Linked DNA regions of Sus scrofa: region 1 is linked to region 2. The links are chromatin contacts, called in public HiChIP or PLAC-seq maps. All regions are on one chromosome and are shown on one strand. Each heading gives the region's core, a stretch centred on a gene start, on an enhancer-like site or on the middle of the called end of the contact. The rest is flanking DNA. Distances are from core to core; before and after follow the strand shown.

Evidence for each region. HiChIP or PLAC-seq counts read pairs in DNA pulled down with a chosen protein or histone mark.
Region 1: a contact with region 2 is called in an H3K27ac HiChIP or PLAC-seq map of alveolar macrophages. The contact joins two enhancer-like sites. A contact is called at or near these places in 3 of 5 promoter capture datasets (fetal liver, liver and skeletal muscle), 31 of 47 Hi-C or Micro-C datasets (alveolar macrophages, blood, brain and 15 more) and 2 of 2 datasets of contacts at active chromatin or transcription factors (alveolar macrophages and skeletal muscle).

The regions. Positions count from the first base shown.
Region 1 is chr2:69,398,070-69,400,801 of Sscrofa11.1, forward strand. SLC44A2 (choline transporter-like protein 2) reads left to right here. Exons shown (of 22, transcript XM_021083792.1): 22 at 1-1,012. Among named protein-coding and RNA genes, the nearest start is that of ILF3, 14 kb to the right of the region's middle. Within about 2 kb of position 1,377, at least 20 of the 83 cell types and tissues checked have an H3K27ac peak or open chromatin away from gene starts, as enhancers often do. A contact at or near this core is called in alveolar macrophages, where this site is marked.
Region 2 is chr2:69,329,629-69,332,440 of Sscrofa11.1, forward strand. It overlaps KRI1 (protein KRI1 homolog), which reads right to left. Exons shown (of 19, transcript XM_013987437.2): 12 at 2,560-2,730; 13 at 1,405-1,480; 14 at 1,219-1,307; 15 at 1,001-1,127; 16 at 783-913; 17 at 328-392; 18 at 114-212. Among named protein-coding and RNA genes, the nearest start is that of KRI1, 6.1 kb to the right of the region's middle. Within about 2 kb of position 1,518, at least 9 of the 83 cell types and tissues checked have an H3K27ac peak or open chromatin away from gene starts, as enhancers often do. A contact at or near this core is called in alveolar macrophages, where this site is marked.

The DNA.
Region 1 (2,732 bases), core at 127-2,626, 68 kb after region 2:
AGGGCCAGTCTGTTTTCACAGGGCAGCCCCCCAAGACTGCACAGTGAGTCTTTCCAGCCTCCCCTGGCCCGGATGAGAAGCGCAGCGAGGCTTCTTGATGGCTGGCAGGCGAGAGAACCCGGCCTCTGTGGGCTGTCCTCCATCGCCTGTCCCCCTTTTAGGACAGGACAGCATCTGTGTATGCAGAAGCGGTGACCACAGCAAGGCTACCACCATTCACTTTGTGTCTGCTCCGGCCAGAATGCCAGGACCCTTCTCCAGGGCTGAACAACTGGCCACCGGCCACTCCAGGCATTTCTTCGTTAATATTTTTTTAACCTGGATGTGCATTAAAGGATCTGTTAGCTTTTTTTCTGTCCGTCTTCACGACTGAGATGGGTCTGCTAAGGAATGCTTTTCTGCTTTCTCGTGTCCACTCCTTGGGTGTGGCTGGGGTGGGAGTGTGCGCACCCAGGTTGGGGTGTTTCCTGGCAGGGGAGACAGTAGTAGGCTGTGTTGATGGGAGAAGGGGGAGGGAAGCTGTCAGGGGAGGTTGCCTGGGAGCAGGCTGGTGTGGGGCAGGAGGGAGGAGGTGGCTAGCAGCAGCTTAATGGAAACCGGCTGCCTGGCAGGCTGGCTGGTGGGGTTGGGCCGAATTTCTCTCCTTTCTCTGCCAGTTATTGACACAGCTCTCTTTGTGAGAGAGAAAAGAACTGAATCCACCCAAGGGACAATTTCAGATGAAAGGGGGGTGGGAATAGGGCCAGATGCCCTGGGCAAATGGGGGGGGGGCCCTTCTGCCCAGTCACCTCACCTTGAGGATCCTTTTGCCAAATTTGTTGAACTCAGGGGAACTGGTGTCCTGGTTCCCCCTTCGCCATCTCCCAAGGCCCTGGATCCGGGATCCCAGAGAGGGAGAAACCCCAGCCTAGGGTTTCTTTCTCCTGTGCCTGCCACCCCCTTCCCTGTGCTGTCCTCACAGCCCTACATGTAACTGCATTCCAACCACTAATAAAGTGCCTATTGTACAGAGCCTGGGCCTGGAGTGTTTGTCGGGGGAGTGGGAGGCTGGTAGGAGGAACCCCAGCTTCAAAAGCCCCGGGATCCTCTGAACCCTAGCAACTTTCCCCAGGGGAAGGAGGGAGAGCAGGAAGCCCTCTGTCTGTTGGCCTGTCTCTATCCGTATTCCACCATGCAGGCAGCTGAGGTTTCTCCTGATGCCTAGACTCCAGAGGGCAGCACTGACCTGCCCACTGCCTCAGCACACAGCCTAGACACGTGCCCCAGGCCCCCTTTGTCTCCAGCCTGGGCCAGGCACCTGGGCATCAATCACAGTCTAATCTAGTGGCTTGGGACCTGCAGAGCTGCCCCGCCCTGCTGCCTGGAGGCTCGCCACTGCCCCCTGGTGCCAGCTGTCTATCACTTGTCTCATGGCCCCACTGTGTTAACTGCCTTTCTCACCCTGTACATCCTGGAATGTCCCTGGAATTTTTTTTTTTTTTTTAATCTCATAATGATGGTTTATATTTGCATATTTGTTTATAAAGATAACCTGAGGATACAGCAAATTGTGATCATTATCCACATCCCTTTTTGGCAGCTACATAAAGAACAGGAGGCAGGTAGAGAGCTCATGGTTAAGCCACAATGATCATACATGTGTGAATACAGGGCATTCTGCTTAGGTGTCTAAGTTTCTGATGTTCACTCTGGACTCAGCAATGCACTCATTTTATTTTCCAGGGTGGAATTTCATGTCTTGCAGCTGCAGCTGCTACTTCTCACAGAATTTCCCTGTGTCTGGATTCACTGAGGTTCAGGTTCTTTGTGTCTCTGTGCAGAAGGAATTCAGCGAGAGACAAAGTGATTGGTAGGCAAAAATAGGTTTATTAGGACGCTTGTGAGAGATACAAGCAGGCAAGCACAGAAGCTCTGCCTGGAATTTTTTCTTAAAAGTTTTTGGAGTACTTTTTTTTTTTTTTTTTCTTTTTAAGCCACCCCGAGGCATATGGAGTTCCTGGGCCAGGGATCAGATTGCAACCTATGTTGTAGCTGTGGCAACACTGGATCCTTTACCCACTGTGCTAGGCTGGAATTGAAACCTTCATCCTAGAGCTGCAGAGGCACCATGGATTCTGTTGTGCCACAGCGGGAACCCCTGGAGTACTTTTTATCTGCATGTATACTCTCCCCATTCATTAGTTAAGGTAGGGAAGTTGGGCGAAGTGTCTGAAGGTTGCCCAGTAGACAAGGGGCTGAGAAGTTCAGGTCTTGACCCCAAAGACCTCACCCTATATCTTGTACAGCCATTCTCTGAGTTTGCTTGTTCACCTCATTTTTTTTTTTCCTTCTGCATCTAAAGGCATGCAGAAGTTCCCAATTTTCAAGCTGAGCCATAGCCTGATCCACCGGGGAACGCCAAACCCCATCTTTTGAGTTGGTTCCTTCCTTACCCTCAGTTCCTGTTAACCCTGCCTCCAAAATAGGTCCTAAACCCTCCCACTTCTCCCCGTATCTTCAGTTTCCAGCTCTCATCACTCATCACCCCCCACCCCCCACCCTGTCCTTCGCTGTTCCCTCCCTGACCCACCCCGAGCAGGCACAGAAGGGCACCTGCAAACACCTGAATTCATAATCGTCTCTGCTCAAGAACCCCCAGTGAAACCCAAAGTCTTCAAGGCAGCCCACAAGGCCCTGACCCATTAACACCCCCTTGCCGGCTCTTCCAGCCACCCTGGCCCCAGGGCTTGTGC
Region 2 (2,812 bases), core at 268-2,767:
GAAGGGAAGCCCCATTCCCAAGGTCATACAACAAATGGGTGACAAGGCATGACTCAAACCTGGGCCTGGAGGGCTCCCATGCCCACCCCCACCCCTCAACCAGCAACACTCACTCCTCTGAGCAGAGCGACTTGAAGATCTGCCTCTTTTTCCATGTATTCTGGGCCTTTTGGCTGTACGACCTCTTGTCCTGCAGCTCTTCCTGCTCCGACCTGTAGGCATCAGGCAGACTCACCTGTCTCTGGGTGCTCTGGGTGGTGCCCACACTTGCCTGCCAGCTCACCCACCACTCCTCCCAGGGCACCCAGCCCAGCCCCACCCCTTCACCTGTACATGCATGTCTTCTTCAGGGAGCACCACCGGTTCAGCTCCTTGTCGTCAGCAGCGAGGATCTAAGGGGGAGGGAAGGTGAGGTCCTGTGTGTTTGCCTGGGGGGGACCTGACTCTAAGCCTTAGTCACCTTCTCCGCCATTTGAGCCTCTGCTTTGCAGAAACCGTTTGAGGCAGGTAATCTTAGCGGTATCATCATTAGCACTATTATTCCTATTGCCTTTTTTTTTTTCTCCTGCGTTAGTGGCATGCAGAAGGTCCCAGGCTAGGGACTGAACCTGCCTCAAAGGAGCCCCCCAAGCTGTTGCAGTGACAACACTAGATCCCTAACCCACTGTGCCACGAGAGAACTCCGTTATTCCTATTGCTTTTGTGATGAAGAAACCAGCCATGTCATAGCCCGGGCAAGCTCCGGGCTCCCCCTTGCCTAGCGGATGTCCTTGGGATCCCACCTCCTCCGTGCTGAGCCCGAAGTCGCAGGGCACCACCGTCCGGTACTTGAAGCGGCAGGGCAGGTCATCAATGATGTCCTCGTAGTCTAGCCGGTAATACTCATCCAGGTACTCCTCAAACGTCTTGTCCCCTACGAAGGGACAGACAGAGCCAGGCTGCCGAAGTGCGCCAGATCAGCAGAGCCCCTACCTGCCCACGGCAGCCCGCCTGGCCTCACCGGGATCAAACACAGGCTTTTCCTGCCCCACAGCGGTGGCGAAGGGAGACTTTCGCTTTTTCTTGCCCAGGGAAGGAGCCTCGCGGTGCTTCTTCCGAGGCTGGCTAGGGTCATAGTCGGCATCCATCTGTCAGGACGCATGGGTCAGACCTGCCCTCCGGGCCTTGGAGGACCCTGTGAGTGCCCCGCCCCCCCATCCCCAAGCCCAGGGCACCTACATTGAAGTCTGGGTCCTCGCAGTGCAGCTCCGGCTGGCTCCAAGCTCCACCCTGCTCCGGCCCAGCCCACGTGTCCCAGTTCCAGTCATCTGGTTCCAGAGGACAGAAAGACAGCAGTGGGCGTCAGATTGGGCCAAGCGCCCCCACCCCAGCCCACTTCCCCCTAACCCTAACCGGTGACCTCACCTTCAAGCCCCTCCTCTTCCTCAAATTGCGGCTTCTCCTCCTCTGCGGTGCCGTAGTACTCATCCCCAAAGCACTTCTGCAGGGTTGTTGGGGAGTGGGTTAGCAGAGACAGCTCTCCTCCCGCCCTTTACACGGCTCCCCAGCGCCCCCTAGGGACCCAGCTCCTGCTGGGAGCAGGCTGACGCGGTGCGTCTGCCCCCCCACACCCACTTCTTGGCTCATCTTGCCCTCGCCAACCCCTTCCTCTGTGCGCCCTGTTCCACTTGACTGGCATAAGCAGACATTACCAACTGTGTCATTTATTAAGCACCCACTACATGCCTGACGCTGGGCTTCACCTCACTGGGTTTTCACAAGCACCCAGAGGTGCAGAAACCTCAGAATACCGAGAAACTGAAGCTCAGGATTAAGCTTCTAGAAAGTGAAGGCTGAATTCCGACCACACAGCACCCACCCAGCCCAGTTATCACCTGGCCCACCTACACATGTCTAGTCTCCTTCCCTGACCTCCCAGGCTTAGTCAGGGGCCGCTTTGCAGTGTCCATGTTCCCCACCACTTCTCCCATCCAGCCCTCATTGTCTGTTTCCATAGCCTGAAACTGTTTCCCCATCTACAACAACAAAAAACACTAGCAGCTCAACAGGTGAGTTTATTTTTTTACTTTATTATTTTTTTAGGGCTGCATCCACAGCATATCGAAGTTCCCAAGCTAGGGGTCCAACTGGAGCTGTAGCTGCTTGCTGACCTACGTCACAGCCACAGCAACACCAGATCTGAGCTGCATCTGTGACCTATACTACAGCTCACAGCAATGCTGGATCCTTAACCCACTGAGTGGGGCCAGGGATCGAACCCACATCTCCATGGATACCAGTTGGGTTCATTACCACTCAGCCACAGCAGGAACTCCTCAGTAAGAGAGTTTAAAGGAAAGACAGTGACCCGCAGTTCCTTGACCATTAACCAACTTATTTTTTTTTTGCCACACCCATGGCATGTGAAAGTTCCCAGGCCAGGGATCGAAGCTGTACCACAGCAGTGACAACACCAGGTCCATAACCCACTGAACCACCAGCGAACTCCCCAACTTAATTTCAGAGACACAGGCTCAGAGAGGTTAAGCCATTTCTCTGAAGTGACACAGCTGGACTCACCTGCATGAGCTGGTCGTGCCGGGCGGGGTCAAAGTCATCCTCGAGGTCCTGCTCCTCAAAGCCCAGGGTCTCATTGCCCGTGACCTGCCGCAGCCTCTCCAGCTTGGCCAGAATCTCCTTCCTCTTCAGATTCTTCAGCTGCTTGAGCTCCTCTTGCTTCCTTGCTTTTTCCTGTGGGCAGCAGGCCAGGGTGAGAGAGGGGGCATGGGCTCCTCTTCACAGGCTGGGGACCACCCCCCAGCAAGTCACCCCG